Regions from separate parts of the Mus musculus genome. Here all the other regions are linked to region 2. A link is a contact called in public HiChIP or PLAC-seq data. All regions are on one chromosome and are shown on one strand. Each heading gives the region's core, a stretch centred on a gene start, on an enhancer-like site or on the middle of the called end of the contact. The rest is flanking DNA. Distances are from core to core; before and after follow the strand shown. Region 1 overlaps Hdac4 (histone deacetylase 4). Region 2 holds the start of Ndufa10 (NADH:ubiquinone oxidoreductase subunit A10). Region 3 overlaps Hdac4 (histone deacetylase 4).

Region 1 (3,405 bases), core at 379-2,878, 390 kb after region 2:
CTCAGTAATTTGATGGGTCCATGGAGAGTGTTTTCTAGCAGTGTTTTCTCCCAAGTGTTCACCTGGAATAAGCCTATTTTAAGCTCAAGTGTGAAAATAATTGTCCTTTATTTCTGATTATGAGATGGCTTGGTTGGTAAGGGACATTGCTAGCGAGATCGATGACCTGGGTTTGGTTCCAGAATTCATGTGGTGCAAATAGAAAACCTATTCCACCAAGTTGTTTTCTGACTTTCACATGTATGCTGTCCTTAAATGTGAAAACACACACACACACACACACACACACATGTCTGTACGTATGTACGTATGTACGTGTATGCGTGAACTAAAAGGAAAGCTAACACAATTCTATTCTATACTCTGTTAATGGGGATCTGGACATGAGGCATCTTTAGATCTCTGAGGCAGGGGCTTGCTGGGGGCTCTCCTATGCAATTGTTCCTACCCAGCCAGGCCCAAGAGCCCCAGGGTAGCCCATATAAAAGGCCCCCCCTTCTTCCTAGAATCTTCCCCCTTTTCTTCCTTGGTCTTACTGCTCTTGGTTAAGCATGGATTAAAAGGCTGAAAAGGTCATTCTGATATGGAGGAGTATCAGACCCTCTTTTTTGACAGGCAAGGTAAGCCACTTCCATGTTCACTTTCTGACCATCTCCCTCTGCTTACCTCTTGGTCCTTCTGAGGGCAGGGGCTTGTCAACACAAACCTAGAGTGACTGTGGGATGGCTGGGGACAGTGAACAAAGAGGAGGTTCTGGTTCCCTCATTTGGTAGTTCAGAACTGGATGGGGCAAGGGGGATGTGTCCTCTCTTGATGACTCTCCTTACCCTTCACTTGGGCTGCCTATCCATTACCCTTTTCAGTCACAAGGTACCCTTGAGAAAGCCTGTCCTTCCTAATCACCCTAGTTCTTGGTTGGCTGGCTCCATTGGAGGCACAGCGTGGACACTGCTTTTCCGAGTGTTCATCCTTAGGCTTTCTCCGTCTCTGCACTCACTCTTGTTAGATTCCAAGGAAGAGCTGAGCAATAAAAGTCACAACTGAACATCACTCGCCTTCAAAATCATTCCTGATTCTTTTAGTAAGCTTCCTTCAACTGAATTTAGACCAGAGTTAAAGAAAGTTAGTTATGCATGGAATTCAACTGTAGCTTGTAGTTTGATGTAAAGTGTGTTTAAAATGCTAGGTGACATTTGTCTTTTCAGGAAAATGCTTCCATTCTTAGATATGACATTTGAAGGGCATGTGTCAGGAATATGGTGAATCGAATGACTGTATGAAATCCAAAAGTGGGCACAGTGGGAAAAGAACCAGAGATAGTGCTGCTCCTTGGCCCCAGGCACAGCACCGCCCTGGGCCTCTTCCCTGTTTGTTCTCTGCCAGTTGCAGGGAAGCAGTTGTAGTACGAACTCCTGGTAATTCAGTCTACAGGCTCTTCCAGAGGCGCTGGGGCCTGCCCTGGCCTCCAGTGCTCACACCTCCTAAGCCTGCCAGCATTCATCACGATGAAGGGTTACAAGCTGTGGTTTGGCATTTCCGGTCTGTGGCTAGTTTCTTGTGTGTTCAACTCTGTAGCTGTGCAGGGCTTTTCTCGGAACAGTTACAGATTTTTTTAGTTTTTATTTTAGTTTTTACTGAGTTCACTGTGCCCTGTAGTGTTGTGAAGGTCTTCACTGGATGGGTTTGTCCCTTGGTTGGGACTGTGCGTTTCCGACTTACTTGTAGGCCTGTGTAGGATGTGACGTGCAGTTCAGGTGAGGTTTTCATGGTTATAGATTGGAGTTTATGAAGCATGATTCTAGGCACGTGGACATGGTAGATGGGAGCAGAGACCAACTGGCTTCCCCAGGTTTTAGAGGTGAATCCCTAGCGGTGAATGAAACAAGTGTCACATGGAGGAGAGGTGGCCCTAGAAGTTGCTCCAGGCCTCCTGCCTTAGAGCACTGCTGTGTCCCCATTGTGCTCAGAAGGCCTAGGACAGTGTCCTATGCCCTACCTGTGGCCTTCGGTACTACTGCTCTGTGGTAGGTTGAGCTGGTTGCCAGCTGAGCACAACTTGGGTAATAGGACCAGAAGTGTCAAGCAGGATGACAATGTTCTTGCTGTGGGGACATTATGTAGGGGATGGGAGAGAAACAGCATTTTTCTTGTTTCACTGCTACAGCCTTCCTGGACTAGCTGGTCCAATACTGTGGTCAGTGCTAGCCCATCCATAACATTTAGCATACTAATAGATGTTCTCGGTCATGTGAACATGCACCCCAGCGCCTGGGTTATTCCTCTTTGCTGCTGCCTCTTGTATTGTTGAAGCTCTGGTTGAGCAGGAGAGCATGGGAAGGATTGGGCTACATCTCTCTGGAATCTAGGAATGAGGTGCATGGGAGCCCAGAAAATGAAGGGCCTATGGGAGCATATATGGTTGCTGAGGCCTTATTGGAGAGGCCAAGAGACTCTTGTTTCACCTCTGCAGCTTCATTTAGGCAGTTAGAGTCCAGGTCTAAATCAGGAGCTTTTGGAGTCCAGAGGCTTCCCTTGATACCAGGGCAGGACTGGAGCTGATGATAGGGGTTTCCCAGTCCTATTACTTGTGCTTTCTCTGCTCTGTTGGGAACTTCAGACTGGTTCTTCGTAGCTCCTCTGTCACTCCTCCAATTGTATAGATTTCAGCAACTTGGATACTTTTCTGAAGTGGCTATCACCAGGATTGTGGATGCTCCTTCCAAGAACTCACCATTCTGTGAAATGGTCACTTTTTCATCAAGGAACCCCTTTGTCATCAGAGACAGGTACCCGAGAGGCAGTGGCTTGGGTCCTGAATGTTAGTTACCATATCCCCTGTGGCTGTGCCCTCCCTACATAGGACAGACATCCCACCCAGGCTAACCTGCCAGCTGCTTCCTTCACTACTTAGGACCCCCAAGTGCCACACTGGGTGCTACTCAAGCAGTTTCTGTCCAGGTACTCTGTTAGATAATAGGAACTCTGGAGTTTTAGGGTTACTATCCTTTTTTTAAATTATTATTACACATTTTCCTCAATTACATTTCCAATGCTATCCCAAAAGTCCCCCATACCCTCCCCCCCCCCCCACTTCCCTACCCACCCAGTCCCATTTTTTTGGCCCTGGCGTTCCCCTGTTACCGGGGCATATAAAGTTTGTGTGTCCAATGGGCCTCTCTTTCCAGTGATGGCCGACTAGGCCATCTTTTGATACATATGCAGCTAGAGTCCAGAGCTCCTTATGTGTACACTGTCATGGTGGCTTTTCTGGAAGTTGCTTCTGGCCCTTGTTTGGCAGTATTCTGAGATTACTGTGGTGCTTTGCAGGCTGTCAGGAGTGACGGATCCCACACAGGCACTTTTCCCCTCACCCCACAGCCTGACAGGGTCTGAATAGAATCTAAA
Region 2 (3,270 bases), core at 258-2,757:
TTGAACTCAGGACCTTTGGAAGAGCAGTCAGTGCTCTTATCCCATTCTTTCTCTATTCATATGATGTTAGCTTTAGGATTTTGTGGGCATACTTTATGAAGATGAAGCAGCCACCCTGTAGCCTTTGTTGGAGCATATGTGTTCTTTTATTTTAAATGAATATTGAATTTTGTCAAATGCTTTCCCTGAACCAAGCAATCTGATCACACATAATTATTTTGGTTAGTTTGTTTTTTATATCAGTTGATTTTAGGATGACATCCCATTGCTTGTGGTGCACCACTCATTTCATGTGTTGCTGGATTCAATTTGCTGAGATACTGATATATGGAGGTCTTACATTTTTGTACTGTCTTTGACAGTTATGGCAGCATAACATGCGATAGTAAGCATTATCGCTTCTGTTTTCTGGAGGAGACTGTACATATTTAGTATCATATATTTATGTATAAAGTAAAATTCTTCAGTAAAACATACGTGCTTGGGAAATTTCTCTTTTGGGGTTGAGTGATTTTTGAATTACACTGGAGGGGAGTAGGGAAATGAGATAATGATCAGGATTCAAAAGAAATGAGGAGAGGTTTCCCCTTCCCGTATTCAATGTACTGTAAGGATACAGGACTTTCTAGAAATCCAGAAATGCGGGGGAGGTTTTGTGTTAACTACATGGAAAGTGGTCCAAACCCAACCCAGAACTCCTCATTGTCTTGGGGATCCTCTCCCTATCAGCACTTTCCTGGCTTCTGCGCACTGCACTCTTCCACCTCAGAGGCTCTTGGAGCTGAAGAGCTTTCCAGGAGGTGACTATAAAGTCGGCAGCTGTGGAAATGAGGCAGGGTGATCTGCACTGGAGATATATGGTGGTGCCAGGTCTGTGGCCACCTCAGCTCTTAGCACTACAAAAGCTCAGAACTGCTAGGTCGTGAATTGGTTGCCCCCACAGGGCTCAAGCTGATGACAGGTCCTTCTCTCAGAAACCTAGGCAGGGAGAATGTGACGCCCCTAGAACTCAGATGGGGAATGGACTCTCTCCTCAGCGACCAGAAGGGCGGGGAGCGGATCCTCCCTACAGAACTCAAACAGAAAGTGGGTCTACGTTTGGGCGTGGAGCAGGGAGACAGCACAGATTCTGGGGAGCGAGAGGATTCACCCCACAGAACACCTGGGAGTGGGGGGTCACACTTTTGTCACACAACTCAAGCATCTGCGAGAACCCGAGCTCAAAGCTGGGAGCCTCAAGGCCCAGGCAGGACTTCTAGCCCTTTGCCACTTTCATACTATAACTTGTCTAGGATCTAGGCGCGCTCCTCGCCCAAACAATCTAAGCTCAAGCAACTAGAGCGTCGACAAGCCTAAGCTCCGCCCCTTCCCTCTGGCCCCGCCCCGTCCCAGTTCCGGAATATTTTCTTTTTTCGACAGGCGCCGCGAACACTCAGTGGTGACGTCATGGCAGCGCGCCGCGGACGAGCTAGGACCCCGTCGCGTTCATGTCCCTCTGGTCCTTGAGCCGGCGCAGACGGCGAAGTCATGGCCTTGAGGTTGCTGAGACTCGTCCCGGCGTCGGCTCCCGCGCGCGGCCTCGCGGCCGGAGCCCAGCGCGTGGTGAGCGGCGGGTGGCTCTCCTTGCTTGGATCTCGGCCTGTCGGCTCCGAGCCCTGACGCTCCGGCGGCGTCTGTCAGACCCGTGAGCCGCGAGCTCCTGAGGCCTCCGCTCACAGCACCGGTGCAGCGGGACTCACTTTCCCGGCTGCATACGGAGAGCCGAGATGCCGGAGCTCCGGAGCCTGGGCCCGCATGCTCATCGGTTCAGAAACTGCTTTGTGGAACGCCTTGTAGACTCTGGGGTGACGTGATGTGGAGCAGCAACAGAGATTTGGGGTAGATTGGGGAGGATTAGGACCTTTTAGGGTGCATGCAGAATAATGGGTGACAGTAGGTGCTTAGGGGACCGTGGCTGGAAACAGGACACGTCTTATGACGGCATCATAACTTCTTTGCTTTATAGTAGCTAGAACTACATAGGTGGTAAATCGGAAAGGGGTTGACAGTCATGCTAAGGATTTTTATTTTGAACAGGAGTGATCTGTGTGTGAAAGAGGTATAGATGTGAACCAGAGAGAGACGAGGTGTGTGTGAATGTGAGCCTGGATCGGCACTGTCAGCCTAAGCCCCACTATGAATTAGCACTGTCAGCTTAAGCCTATTAGGATCGCAGTGGAGCACAGCAGCAAGAGCACAGAGCATATTCACAATCCACTCTTGACCTTGACCCTCAGAGACCACACTCCTTCCCCTGTATCTTCACATCACCCTCTTCAGTGAAGTCGTTTCATATATTCACATGTCGGAAGTTCAGTCACACCCCGTTCCACCCTAAGCTTTTCATGCATTGAGTTCATTCTTTATGCTGTGAAGTTTTATTGTTTTGCACAATGAGCAATATTATATTTTGGACTTTACAATACACACAGAGTAGTTCACAGCCCTAAAAAAAAAAAAATCTATTGTCCTTAATATTCATTTATTTCCCACCCTGTCAACTCCTGACAGCCACTGTGCTTTTGATGATTTTTGTCATTTTGCCTATGCTAGACTCGTGTAATCAGTCACACATATTACCTGACACAGTGCTTTCTTTTTTTACATAGACTTTGACAGTTACACTTAGAATTTATTTGTGGGGCTGCACAGCTGTTAAGAGTACTTGTTTCTCTTTTAACACACACACACACACACACACACACACACGTACACAATCTAGACAATATTTCTTAAGCCAGATGTTGTGGTGCACACCTTTAATCCCAACATGAGACAGGCAGATCTATGAATTCTCGGACAGCCTGGTATACAGGGAGTTCCAGACCAGCCAGGGCTACATAGCAAGACTCTTGTCTCAAATCCAGCCCCCAAAAACAGCAGGGGTGGGGGAAGACTCACTGTGTCTTTATGGCCTTTTTAGTCATTCCCTTTAATTCCATAGTTTGGTTATACTGCCATTTATCCATTTACCTATTGAAGATCATCTTGGTAGTTTCCCCATAAGGCAATTGTGAAAAAGCTGATTTAAGTATTCATGCAAAGCCGGGCATGGTGGCACACACCTTTAATCCCAGCACTTGGGAGGCAGAGGCAGGTGGATTTCTGAGTTCGAGGCCAGCCTGGTCTACAGAGTAAGTTCGAGGACAGCCAGGACTACACAGAGAAACCCTGTCTCGAAAAACCAAAAAAAAAAAAAAAAAAGTATGCATGCAAATTTCTTGTGGGAAT
Region 3 (3,393 bases), core at 607-3,106, 340 kb after region 2:
GAGGGTGTAAAGTCCAATTTCAGGTTCTTTGAGGGCTGAGCTTCTCATCATTTGCATGTGGCTTGCAAGCTAGCCAGCTACCTGAAAGGCTGATGGCTCCAAGTGCTCTCCCCCTCTCCCTCCCTTCTCTCTACCATCTCATTGGCATCTCAGAGCTCTGACTGCCTTGACAATCCTGGTGTTCCAAAGCCTGCAGACACTTATATCTGTAACAGTTTAAATTTTATCCTTGACCAGAGGGTGGCTTGGTATAACTCCAGTTGCTGTAGACCATAGTGGAAGTTCAGGTCTTAGTTACCAGGGCCAGTTATCCTGTTTTTCAGTCTAATGACACAGGTATGCTGTTTGACTACTCTTCAGGGCCCCTGTTCTGCACTGTCCAGACGGCTTTGTTCTCTGTGTTCCATGCTTTATAGGATGCCATGAAATGGAGTGGGCTGAGTTGTATCTGAAGCCGTGAGCCACTCTTATAACTCTTATTCAGATCTTTTACGAGGTGATTTTTGCTGTACCTTGTAAGTGATGTGATGCTTGCCTGCCCGACTTCCCATCCAGTCCTCTTAGCATGAGTGAAGAGTCCTTTCAGGAGTTTCCTTGAGAGGTAGTTTGGAAGGAGGTGGTATGGTGGCTATCAGGTTGTGGGGGGCCAGGCACAGACTACTTGTTGGGCAGTGGAAGTGTGACTCAAGTCCTTTGTCCTGTGGGGCCAGGGTGTGTTAAAGACCTTAGTTCTTGGTCCTAGGATCTCCCCTATTCTCATACACTGATTGTAATCAAGGACCAAAAGGCTACAATAAACCAGAGGCTGGCAGATGGATGGTTTGGCGCTCTCACACTTGAGATGGAGTGCAAAATGGCTTCTCTAGAGTAATTTTTTTTTTTGAGATAGAATGCTAGAAGCATATTTATCTTTTGTAAGGAGTAATCCATGCATTTGATGTAACATGCTGAGTATCATTAACCATGCATTTGATGTGACTTGGTTGTAAATAGTTAGATATGCATTTGATATAACTCGCTGTGTATACTGAACCATGCATTTGAAGTGGCATAGCTATGCATAGTTAGCCATGTATTTGATATGACAGGGCTGTATATAGTTAAGCATACATGTGATGTGATGTGGCTTTGCATGGCTAGCCATGTGTTTGATGTCACATGGTTGTATGTAGTTGACCATGCATTTGATGTCACATGGCACCTGGGGTGTACAAAGAGGATGGTAGCAGAAAAAGCCTCGCTTGTGCACACATCCCATCCTGGGAGGAGGCTGCTGCTGCTGCAAAGGCTACATCTCTCACATTCCAACTTTCTCATCTTTAGGTTGTCTCCTGATTTGCAAACTTTAAAATCCAGTTCTTGAGAAAGGGATAATAGCAATAGATTACAAGATCAGAGGCATCTAGTCATTTCTATAGACACCCCAACCATGGAGTGTGCACACTGGTGGGGCCTTGCAGACGCCATCTGAAGGGGGCCTCTGGGAGAAGATTGGCTCTGGGGCAGGCCACTGGATACTGTGGCCAGCCACAGCAGAGCCAGGCATTGTGGCAGGACCTCCCCAGCCTGGGCCTGGGCCTGATTTACCAGCCTGGAGCTGCTTGGAAGACTTGGGTGTGCTGCTCCCAGAGGAGGAGTGGCTCCGCTTACACACTCAGCCTCAGGCCTGTAGCCCAGGCCAAGTGGTTTCTTAAAAAGAATTCTTCCTCCCCTGATTAATTTCTGGCATGCAGTGCTTGGGAGCTCTTGCGTCAGTAAATCGTCACGAACCCTCAGTCGTCTGGATCAGACATAAACACCAGGCCCAGCTCCACCACCCCTGACATCCTGCCAAGCCTACTTGCCCTCAAAGCCTCAGGACAGGCAGCTGCAGAAAGAGAGGCAGGGACTATTGCTGCTCAAAGTCCTCTCAGAGAGTGCCTAACTGCCCTGCATGCCGTGCTCGTGGGCCAGGATGCTAGGCTCAGATGTGACTTATTTATGGGACTGTGTGCTGTTTCTCCCCTGACATTCCAGACACATCCACTGGGTATTTTACTCTTTGGGAACAGTTACTGCCTTCCGTTGGCATTCTGTTTGAGTTTATAAAGGTCCCTGTGTGAGATTCACCTTGTGGTTTTAGCATCAGGGGAGTCTAGAGAGTGAGTATGTTTCCTGCTGTCTGGACAGAACTTTCTGAAGTCTGAGGAATTCAGTGAACTCCCCATCAGGCCTTCTCACCCATAGGTGAGGCCGTCTCTCCTCTTGTCTCCTTCCTCCCCTCTGTCTAAGACACACTTTTCGTCTTGGCGTGTAATATCAGAAGAGGCCAGAACAGGTGAAGTTTCACCAGAGCTTCTTCAGACTCCTGGAAAACGACTTGTAACTGCTGTCCTGCAGTCAGTGGGAGACACAAACATTAGGGCTTCCTAGGGTATCTTTAGGGAACATGTGTGGCTGTAGCCTCTGTAATCCAGCTGTTGTAGATACTAAGGGGTGATATTGGGGGCCCTGGCCATATTTTATGGTTGTGTCAGGCCATGCTGTGTTTGAGACAGAGTTCCTTAGAGGCTCCAGAGGCAGAGTTACAAGTGTAGTGTTGAGTGAGGTCTTGCCCAGGTAGCCTGTGCAGAACATGTTATCAGGGTCTTTCATTATTTTCTTCTAATTTTCCACCTCTACATCCTTGCCACAGTTTAAGGAAGATTTATGAATGAAAAGTAAATCTAGGGTGTAAGCAATACTAACATATGTGATGCTAAAGACAGAGTGACCTGTTTTAGCCATAGTGTCCCTTGGTGGGTTCTAGGGCTCTGCCATGGTGGAGCTAGAGTTCAACGCTTCCCATAACATCTGAACTATATGCTAGGCATGGCCGCTTTCCCCCTGACCCCAGGTAGTGGAAGAATGCTTATTAGGCTCAAGCTCGCTTGTTAATGTCATTTGTTCCCTAAGCCTTATGCCTTTCTGGGAATGTACAGCTTCTGCTGCAGGTGTGGTGAGGCCCCATGGCTGGGACAAATGTTCAGGTGCAGCTGAGAGAACAGAGCCAAGCAGGGCTCAGCTTATGAGACCCCAGGTCCCTGTGGCTTCTGGGGGTTCTACAGTCTCTGGTTTTGAAACATGTTTAGTATAGGCAGTTAATCAGTCATCATAGGCTTTTCCTGGAAGTGTGTGTGTGTGTATGTGTGTGTGTGTGTGTGTGTGTGTGTGTGGTGGGGGGTACTATTGCAGGTGATGTGGTCTCAGTGGTTCCTTGAGCCTGGGAAAGTCTTGGGTCTGTGTGCTTCTCTTAGGAATGAGAGCAGAATGTTCTCTGTGGACAGGGTATTCATGGGAACTGCTCCACTGACTCCATTTGCTGTATGGAGTCTTAGGATAACATGGAAGTGGGCCTCTAAAGCCACAGAGGCA

Evidence for each region. HiChIP or PLAC-seq counts read pairs in DNA pulled down with a chosen protein or histone mark.
Region 1: a contact with region 2 is called in an H3K4me3 HiChIP or PLAC-seq map of bone marrow-derived macrophages, with 6 times the contacts expected there. The contact joins the enhancer-like site here to the promoter of Ndufa10 in region 2. A contact is called at or near these places in 15 of 39 promoter capture datasets (the 3T3-L1 cell line, 3T3-L1-derived adipocytes, the HPC-7 cell line and 10 more), 1 of 484 Hi-C or Micro-C datasets (natural killer cells), 6 of 115 datasets of contacts at active chromatin or transcription factors (astrocytes, bone marrow-derived macrophages, effector CD8 T cells and 2 more) and 1 of 9 other capture datasets (adipose tissue).
Region 3: an H3K27ac HiChIP or PLAC-seq map of regulatory T cell precursor shows a contact between it and region 2, with 4 times the contacts expected there. The contact joins the enhancer-like site here to the promoter of Ndufa10 in region 2. A contact is called at or near these places in 8 of 39 promoter capture datasets (the 3T3-L1 cell line, the C10 cell line, the SN4741 cell line and 5 more), 6 of 115 datasets of contacts at active chromatin or transcription factors (the NIH/3T3 cell line, bone marrow-derived macrophages, effector CD8 T cells and 3 more) and 3 of 9 other capture datasets (adipose tissue, liver and pancreatic islet).

Annotation. Positions count from the first base shown.
Region 1 is chr1:92,078,479-92,081,883 of GRCm38.p6, reverse strand. All of the region lies in intron 2 of Hdac4 (histone deacetylase 4), which reads left to right. Among named protein-coding and RNA genes, the nearest start is that of Hdac4, 100 kb to the left of the region's middle. Within about 2 kb of position 1,628, at least 97 of the 459 cell types and tissues checked have an H3K27ac peak or open chromatin away from gene starts, as enhancers often do. A contact at or near this core is called in the HPC-7 cell line, bone marrow-derived macrophages, effector CD8 T cells and 3 more, where this site is marked.
Region 2 is chr1:92,471,995-92,475,264 of GRCm38.p6, reverse strand. Ndufa10 (NADH:ubiquinone oxidoreductase subunit A10) reads left to right here and starts at 1,507. Exons shown (of 10, transcript NM_024197.1): 1 at 1,507-1,602. The coding sequence starts at 1,528.
Region 3 is chr1:92,129,009-92,132,401 of GRCm38.p6, reverse strand. All of the region lies in intron 2 of Hdac4 (histone deacetylase 4), which reads left to right. Among named protein-coding and RNA genes, the nearest start is that of Hdac4, 50 kb to the left of the region's middle. Within about 2 kb of position 1,856, at least 154 of the 459 cell types and tissues checked have an H3K27ac peak or open chromatin away from gene starts, as enhancers often do. A contact at or near this core is called in the NIH/3T3 cell line, the SN4741 cell line, adipose tissue and 2 more, where this site is marked.